Regions from separate parts of the Mus musculus genome. Here region 1 is linked to region 2. The links are chromatin contacts, called in public promoter capture Hi-C maps. All regions are on one chromosome and are shown on one strand. The core of a region is the stretch at or near the end of the contact, and the rest is flanking DNA. Distances in the headings are between cores, read along the strand shown. Region 1 has its middle 18 kb from the start of 1700001K23Rik. Region 2 overlaps Add3 (adducin 3 (gamma)).

Region 1 (4,275 bases), core at 1,723-4,222, 92 kb after region 2:
CTAAGCTAAGGAGCTACCTCAAGAAAACCCTGGAAGTGAATACGGGGATAAACTTGTTCTGCCAGGTGTAAACTTGTGCTGCTAGGTGGGCAATCCAGCACTTGGGAGGTGGAGGAGGGAGTGGTGGTAATTTGAGGCTACTCTGGACGATATAGCAGACCCTGCTTCCAAAAAGAAAAAGGAACAAAGGTTTAAGATTATAAGCATCAACAATGTGTGAGACATTATAATTAACATAGATATGATTAGAGGACGCAGGGACAGGGATATGTGTAGGTTATATGCAGATTCAACCCATTTTACATGAGAGGCTTCGGTAATATCTGAGGGTTTGGGTAAGCATCTGTAAGGTCCTGCCTGGCAGGGTTCCCCAACACCCCCCCCCCACCCCTGCATCCATGTGTGATGTCTGGCACATGGATGCAGATCTAGAACAACAGGAAGATGTGTGGCTACCAGAGCAAGCACAGCGCATGGGTAGAGAGACTGCTGATGGACGTGGGATTCCATTTGGGGTGATGGGAATGGTTTAGGACCAGGTAATGGCTGTGCAGCCTTCTGAGTGTACTAAAATCCACCGGAAGGTACGCTTATAGGAAGCAAGTTACATACAATTTGAGTAATATCTCAAACTTTGCTGTCAAAAAGTTACATATATGTCTCACATTTATTTAAGACCCTATTAAAATTTTTAATTAAAAACATTCCTTAATTACTTCTGATTTTTTGAGACAAGATTCTGTCAGGTAGCCCAGGCTGACCTGGCATTCACCATGTAGACCAGGCTGGCCTTGAATTTGCTGTAATCCTGCTACCTCTACCGAGATTATCGGTGTACACCACCACAGCCAGCCTAAGGTCCATGAAATAAATAGAGTAGAAGGCACCAAGACTTCCCACATGGCTCCTGCAGAGCTTGCCGCTTCCAATGTCCCAACCAGAGCAGCCCATTTCTGATCGTTGATGGGACTATGTGGACACACCATCACCGTCCAAAGTCTGGGGACTACATTGGGACTCATGGTTGGTGTTGTAAAGTCCTTGGGCTTTGGTAGTGGTCAGGTGTCCACCATTGGAATATCTAACACAACAGTTTCACAGCCCGAGGAATCCCCTGTGCCTCATGTACCCCTCTGCCCCCCAATCCCCAGCAACCACACTGATTCTTCTAGTGATTCCATAACCCTGCCTTTCCCAGGAGGCCGCAGGGCTGGATTCACTGGGCGGAGCCTTTTCAGACTGGCTTCTTCCATTGAGCACTATGAACGCATGTTCCCCCATGTCTTCTCATGGCCAAATAGCTTGCTTCTTTCAGAGCTGAATGCTATTCCAGTCTCTGAATACACAACCGTTTATTCTTCAGCTCATTTACCGACACTTAGTTTTCTTCCAGGTTTGTACAATGAGGACTACAGCTGCTATGAACACGGATGGGCAAGCTCCGGTGTGGACGTAAACATTCAGTTCACTTGAGAAAACACCAAGAGATGTGATTGCTGGTCTTGCGAGAAAAGAATGCTTCATTATGTTTGCAAGAAAGTGCCAAGTTGGGGGAGGGGGCCAAGTTGGTGCAGTGGTACCTACCTGTTATACCTGCCATCTCAGCAGTAGGGAAGCTGAGGCAGGAGGACCACGAGTTCAAAGCCAACTTGGACTACATAGAAAGTCTTTAAAAAAATAAATAAATAAAAGTAATAGTGCCCACAGAAGCCCTGATTCACCTCTGAGAAAGACAATGACAACTTCTCAGAGCTGCAGGGCTCGGATGCTCCAGTTTACAAAGAGGAGGGAAAGGAATTGACTTGGCTACATGAATTAGCCGAGTCCAACAGTTGCTGGGGCTGAAGATTTGCTTGCATTTAACAGGTTTTTTTTTAAAGAGCTTCATAGATTAAACCCTGCACGTATTCAACCCTACCCCCTCCCTCTACACCAACTCCTCCCATGCCCATCTAAGAGTATAACCTTTTCTTTTTTGACTGTACACACACACACACACACACACACATTACATAGAACATGCTCTGAGCCCATTTATACATCGCTCACAAGCATATGTGTCCCTTGGGGGGGGGGCATCCCTGGAGGAAACCATTTCTGTCAGCAGCCACTGATGACATCAAACAGCTGTTTGAAGACAGTCCAGCAATGTGCGCCATGCTTCCTGAGTTCTGGGCCAATGTGTGTAGCTGGTTGGGATCAAACATCAAACAAGAAAGATCTCTTCTTGAGATTCCAGCTGGACCTCGGAGGGTCACCGGACAGTGCCCTTCGAGCCCTAAGGAAGTGCGGAGCTTAGAGCGAGCAGCTCCACTTGTAAGGATTTATGTTGCATGCACACTCACACGTTCAATCGCTCAGATACATGGTTACTCACTGCAGGCTCATCTCTAGCAGAACCGCTGGAAACGGCCCGAGTCATCACTAGATGGCTGCCCACGTGTAATGACGCATCCGTGACACACACAGAGACCGCAGTAGTAAGGAAGCTTTGTGTACAAACAGGAAGTGACATCTAAGATCCATCATCTAGTGAGAAAGTAAGGTGCAGCCAGGCGTGCTGACATGGCTACTTGGGAGGCAGAGGCAGGAGAATTGTACATTTAAAGCTTGACAGCACTGTGGTCCAAATTGAAAACCAGTTCAGGCAACTTGGTGAGACCCTGACTCAAACAAAAAAAAAAAAAAAAAAAGGGTGGGGTGGAACGGAGGAGGTAACTCAGCGGTGAACCAGCCTGCCATGCAAGAGGCCCTGGGTTCAATTACTGGTCCAAAAGACTGCAGGACTCTCACGGGGACTTGATATGGGAAGTAGGAAAACAGGGTCACTGTGTGTTCCAGTTCCCCTCCCTCCCGATTACACGCGGACCTTCCTGGACTCGCAGGGGCTCGCAGGGGCAGGGATGGACAGGACGGTGGAGGAAGTGAAACAGCAGGGCCCCGACTGATAGTTGTTCTCCTACACCAGGGTTCTCCCGAGGAAGGGAGCAGGGGCTCGCCCAAATGGAAAGTGGCTCTGTGGCTAAAATGTGTACAGTCAACTCCATCAACGCAGACCTTGAACGATGGCAAGGCTGAGTACGCTGTGACGGGTCAGATACCACGTGTTGTGTCGTTGCCCACGTGTGCTTGCCCACGGAGCTGCCCTGGAGAGCAATCTGTGTGGAAGAATGATGACAGTACATGGAGTGCACTTGGAGAAACGCTGCATATTAAATGTAAGTGAGCATAAGGAAACTCAAACGTAGGCTGGACCATGAATCTGCCACTCAACGAAAGTGGGCTGGACCATGAATCTGCCCCTCAACAAAAGTGGGCTGGACCATGGATCTGTCACTCAAACAGTATGTGTTGTTGATTTGGTTTTGTGTGTGTGTGTGTTTGGTTGGTGTTTGTTTGTTTTACGGTGGATCAAACTATTAGCGAGCAGTAAAATCAATTTAGTGGGTTACAACCAGCTCTAAAACAAATGATTTGGATAGAACAGAAAGTAATGGGGTATGCAGTTTTTACCACGCACAAGTGCGCACACATGCATGCCAGGCTGTGGTAGAAACCGTGCTTCCTATGGGTACAGTATTCCAGGCCTGTAATCTCAGCACCCAGGAGGACACCTGACTTCAAGGCCAGCTTAAGCCACTGAGTGAGTTCAAAGCCAAGCTATAAAGCCTGGTTTTGTTCTTTTGGATGTTGTTGTTGTTGCTGTTTTTGTTGTTGTTGGAGTAGCTCAATCAAGCGTCTTGAAAGTGTGCGGACCTGACTTGATGCCCCAAACTGATATACAAGAAAACTAACCATGTATGCAATGTGTGCTTATAATCCCAGGGATGGCGAGATAGAGACTACACATTCACGAGTTGTGGTACCCACCAGTCATCACCCCCAAGCCCACACTGGTTCCCCTTTGCCCTGAGTAGAGTCCAGGTATCCCGTGGAGAGTATAGCCAGCCTGTGGCATGAACTCAACCCGCCTGTCCTTTCTCTATCCTAGAGAGTCAAGTTCTTTATTCCCACACTTCCCAGTTCCCCTGCAGTGACCTTCATGTCACACACACACACACACACACACACACACACACAGAGCTTCCAGCCCTAACAGTGCTTAGTCGACCTCATTCCCTGGTTTCAAATACCTCAGGTTCAGTGACATTTCTAACTATCTATCTTCTCAACTAGACTCCAGGCCCCTTGCAGCCAGCGACTGTGTCTGGTTATGTCCTATCTGGTCTTGTCTCCCTGCACAGCACACAGGTCAAAGCTCAGGCAAGGCCAGTG
Region 2 (4,491 bases), core at 337-2,836:
TGGCAGCTTACAACTGCTGTAGAGTCCTCTTCTAGCCTGCATGGGCAACAGGCACACACATGGTACACGGCCACACATGAAGGTAAAGCACCCAGACACTTAAATAAAATGTAAAAAAGATAGTGTTTCATGTTTTTAAAAAGCTGAAGGGAGTAGGAGGGAGATGAGAGTAGGAATTGTGTATGGTTAAAGGCATGTTATGTGCATGGATGAAATTATCTAGGACTTTAAAAATACATAGAAACCTTGCGTGACTATAATGTAGAATTACTGGTGTTGATCCCTTCAAGCGTGTTTGTGCTTGAGATGAAGTGGCCTCCCCCTGAGGCGACTGTTCAAGTCTGTGCTGTCTCCCCCTTCAGGAAACTTTATATACACTCTTTTTCTTTTTCTTTTTTTTTTTTTCTTTTTGTCATTTCCACCTTGCTATGAATTAGGAAGTTATCACTTTTCTATGAAAAGGAAATGTCCCAGCAGTTCTGGCACTTGCTGCGAAAGAGGATGATCTTGGAACAGCCTTTTCTTCCTGCCATGTATCCCATGCTGCTGCTCCTTCCCCGTGCTGCTGCTCCTTCCCCGTGCTGCTGCTCCTTCCCCGTGCTGCTGCTCCTTCTTGCCTTGTTGTCTGTGAGTCGGTGACTTCGTTTTTCGGGGCTAGCTGTTTGTGTATCAGATCCACACTGGTGCGTCCTGCAAGGACTCGTGCAGTAGTGGTCTGCTGCACTCTGAGGTAAAAAGGGAGTTGGGAAAGACACTGAAAGAAGAAAGAAGTATTTACAAGTATTTTTAAGGCATTTCCTTAAAAAATGTCCACAACTCTGTGTCTTCTAAGCCTGCCTGTTTGTGCACACGACTGTTTCCTGTGTGTGTGTGTGTGTGTGTGTGTGTGTGTGTGTGTGTGTGTGTGTGATCACACTCCTGCCCATGCACTTGGGGTCTTTATGCACGCAAGCAGATTGTTTCTAGTATTCTAAATTCCTTCTAAAGGGGCGCTGAGGAGTACTGGTCTATATCACTATCAGTTATCGCTGGCCTGGCGTGAGCACCTTTTGCACGTGTTGCTCTGGTGCCTAGAACACTGTGTCAGTGTTTCTTTGCTTGAGTGACTTTTCTTTGAATGTACTGTTGTGGGACATGTGAGTTACAAAGCATTTTAATTCCATTTTAACTCCATTGCCTGGGATCTGGCTCAAGTCTGTGAGTCACGTCAAGGTCTGTGAAGGGCAGAAGGAGAATTCAGATTTCTAAGTTAGACTGTTGCCACGGAAACAACTTGGAGAAGAGGCAGATTATGTAGTGTGTGTCCAAGTATGCATGGAGGAGCTAAAGCTACTTGGCCGTGCTTGCTACCGCCTGTTTGTTCTAATAGCACAGCAAACACACCAGACCCTTGGGGCTCTCTATGTGAGAACAAGGTAACTAGAGGCTACCTGTGGACTTCCTAAAGATTGTCATTTAGAGACTTGCTGATACTTCATCAAAGAGGCCCGTGTGGGCGGACTGCGAAGGCCCAGGTCAGAGGGTGAGTGTGCGGAAGTCGGAAGTGAGGTCAGTAGAGCCGGGGCTTGGGAACAGTTGTGTGTTCAGATGCTGCTTCCTGCCCAGTGAAGAGAAAGTCCTGGAACCTCGCTCGCTGTTGGCTAAAGAGAGGCCTGTACGCTTGACAGGTCGCAGCTGTGTCCTGTGCGTGGTGTGAAAATGTGTTTGCTTCCCTGGTCAGTTAGCTTTTTTGCTTTCCTAATACATTAAAGTTTATTCCAGTGCTTCATGGAGCAAGAGGCTGGATTTGTGCCCAGACAGATGTTAGTATGAACAACAGCTAAATGGTAGGTTGTAGGCACACACTGAATTACAAATGGGGTTTGTGTGTTGTTAAACTTGAATGTGTGTGCGTGTGCGTATTGGTTTTAGTTTTCTCTGTATAGTCCTGGCTGTCCTGGAACTGATATGTAAACCAAGCTGTCCTGGATCTCAGAAATCCACCTGCTTCTGCCTCCTGAGTGCTGAAGTTAAATATTCATTCCATGGCTGGCTTTAAAATTTAATTTATATGTCATATTTTAAAGCATATGTGTTTTTCCCGCATGTATATCTGAGCACCATATGGATGAAGTTCCAGTGGAGGCCAGAGAGGGCATCGGAATCTCTGGAACTGAGTTGTGGAGAGTTGTGAGCCTCCAAGCGATGCTGAGAACTTAATCTGGGTCCTCTATAAGAAAGAGCAGCCAGTGCTCTTCACTTCTGAACCATCTCTACTGAATTTTCTCTTTCTTTTTCAAGAAAATGTTTCTCTGTGTTGCCCTGTCTATCTTGGAACTTGCGCTGTACACCAGGTTAGCCTCAAATTCAGAGATCCACCTGCCTGCCTCTCTCTCTCTCTCTCTCTCTCTCTCTCTGTCTCTCTCTCTGTATATTTCTCTGTGTGTATCCCTCTGTCTCTGTCTCTCTGTATATCTCTCTGTGTATATCTTTCTTTCTCTCTGTCTCTCTCTCTTTCTCTCTCAAAATACAGGGTCTTACTATGTAACCATGGCTGTCCTGGAACTCACTATGTAGACTAGGCTACCTTTGAACTCAGAGATCTGCCTATCTCTGTCTCCTAAGTGCAGGGATTAAAGGCATGCGGCACCATTTCAGTCTTAGAATAAAATCTTAAAACTAAGTCTCAGAAGTACATGGATGCTTTAGGTTAGGCTACTACATACATGGACCTCCATGCCTAGATTATTTCTGTTTTTTTGTCATTTTTTTTGTTTTGCATGTGTGTGTATATGGATATTTTGCCTATATTGTATATCTGTATCACATTTGTGCCTGGTACCCAGAGAGGACAGAAGAGGGTCTTAGATTCCCTGGAACTGAAGTTACAAACAGTTGTGAGCTGCCATGTTTGTGCTGGGGAATGTACCCAGGTCCTCTAAAAGAGCAGCCAGTGGCCTTAACTGCTGAGCCATCATCTCTCCAGCCCTTTTATGTATTATTCTTAACATTGCGTATTTAGCAGTCTATTTGCTCTTGACCTCAGCTCTTCCTCACTGTGACTTTCTTCCCCATTCATCAGATTGTTTTGTTGAATATAGTTCTAAACTGACATTTAATTCTCACAGAAGTTGGAAGTTTTGTTATTCCTCTTTAGTCTTATTTTGAAGTCTGCTACAAGTGTGTCAGTCTCTTGTAGGTGAGATGTGCCTCTGAGCTTCTGATTTGTTCCCAGCCATGTTATCCTTGACTCTGGCTTCCCCTCATCCCCTCTGTTAGTTCTTTTGGAGTTACGCTCTCCGTTTCATAGCGTGTTTGATCTTGTGTTGTTTGCAGTTCTTGGAGAGGAGGACGGGTTTTGTTTTATGCATACTTGTGCTTTGTCGTTCTGAGTTCTGAAGTTGACAGGGTTCTAGCTATGGGAATTCTTAAGCCATCTATCTCTTTGTTATTAATTATCAATTTTCATTACTGAGGATGGCAGAAGGCTGCCCCTGATCGGGTTAGAACCAGTCTGTTTGAGCACAGCACTCTTCTCGAAAGGAGATTGCTTCCATTTTGCAGGCTATGTCAGATTGCCATGGGCAGTCTGAGACAAGATCCTTCTCTTGGCCTAGACTTTTGGACCCCCTGGTCTGTAAATTCCAGATAGAAAGCTAAAAAAGTCCTTGTGGAAGACAGAAGACCTGTTCCAGGGTCTTAGGAAAGCTCCGCCACTTTCCACTCGCTGTTCTCGGGAAGATAGGGGGCAGAAGGCTTATTCACTTCCTGTCTCAGCCATGCCCCATCCGCAGAGCGTCTGGACAGTATGCACTACCATGCCTGCCTCTGTTTCAATTGTTTGCCTGTTTGTTTTAACATTTCCTTTGTCCCTGTGCTAGTAGACACACGTTTGTGAAACTCGGTCTCATTTTGTAAATCAGGCCTCCCTGGGACTTGAGATGCTGCGGCCTCAGCTTGCCTGGGTCTCTGTCATTGCTGACTAGTGATGTGACTCTTCATGACTCCAGCTTCCTGCCGTCATCTTCTTCAACCCTAAATTATTAGTGAATTTTAAAAATTGTTTTTAGTTAACATAAAATAATTATCTAAAACACACATGAAGAAAGAAAGAATTTCTGCATTCCCTCCTCCATTTGTCAGTTAGAAGGATACAGCTCCCAGTTCCTGGCTGTGCCTGAGCCGTTATCCTTCTCTACGGTTTAGGCAGTTTATATTGGGATGCAATTAAATGTCTAGGATTTCTGGAAATGACTTTATAGTCAGACTTATTTTCAGAGCCTGGTTGTGTTCAGAGGTGGAGCACTTGCCTGGGTTCCGTTTCCAGCACTCCTCACCAAATCAAACCAAACCAAACAAAAAGCACTTCTGCCTGACTTGACACCGGAAGAGGTCACAGTCTGCTCTTCAGCGTTAGCGACACTTTTTTGTTTTTAGTCTGAGCAGAGTGTTAGTGCGAGAGCCGCTTCTGCGCTACGTTAAGCATGTTCGTCTGTGTGCACCAACTGCTTC

The links. Capture Hi-C pulls out chosen DNA fragments and counts their contacts.
Region 1: a contact with region 2 is called in a promoter capture Hi-C map of adipose tissue. The contact joins two enhancer-like sites. A contact is called at or near these places in 3 of 115 datasets of contacts at active chromatin or transcription factors (CD8 T cells, extraembryonic endoderm stem cells and trophoblast stem cells) and 2 of 9 other capture datasets (adipose tissue and pancreatic islet).

What each region holds. Positions count from the first base shown.
Region 1 is chr19:53,271,134-53,275,408 of GRCm38.p6, forward strand. No RefSeq gene overlaps it. Among named protein-coding and RNA genes, the nearest start is that of 1700001K23Rik, 18 kb to the left of the region's middle. Within about 2 kb of position 2,973, at least 64 of the 459 cell types and tissues checked have an H3K27ac peak or open chromatin away from gene starts, as enhancers often do. A contact at or near this core is called in adipose tissue, where this site is marked.
Region 2 is chr19:53,180,020-53,184,510 of GRCm38.p6, forward strand. All of the region lies in intron 1 of Add3 (adducin 3 (gamma)), which reads left to right. Among named protein-coding and RNA genes, the nearest start is that of Gm52402, 27 kb to the right of the region's middle. Within about 2 kb of position 1,587, at least 79 of the 459 cell types and tissues checked have an H3K27ac peak or open chromatin away from gene starts, as enhancers often do. A contact at or near this core is called in adipose tissue, where this site is marked.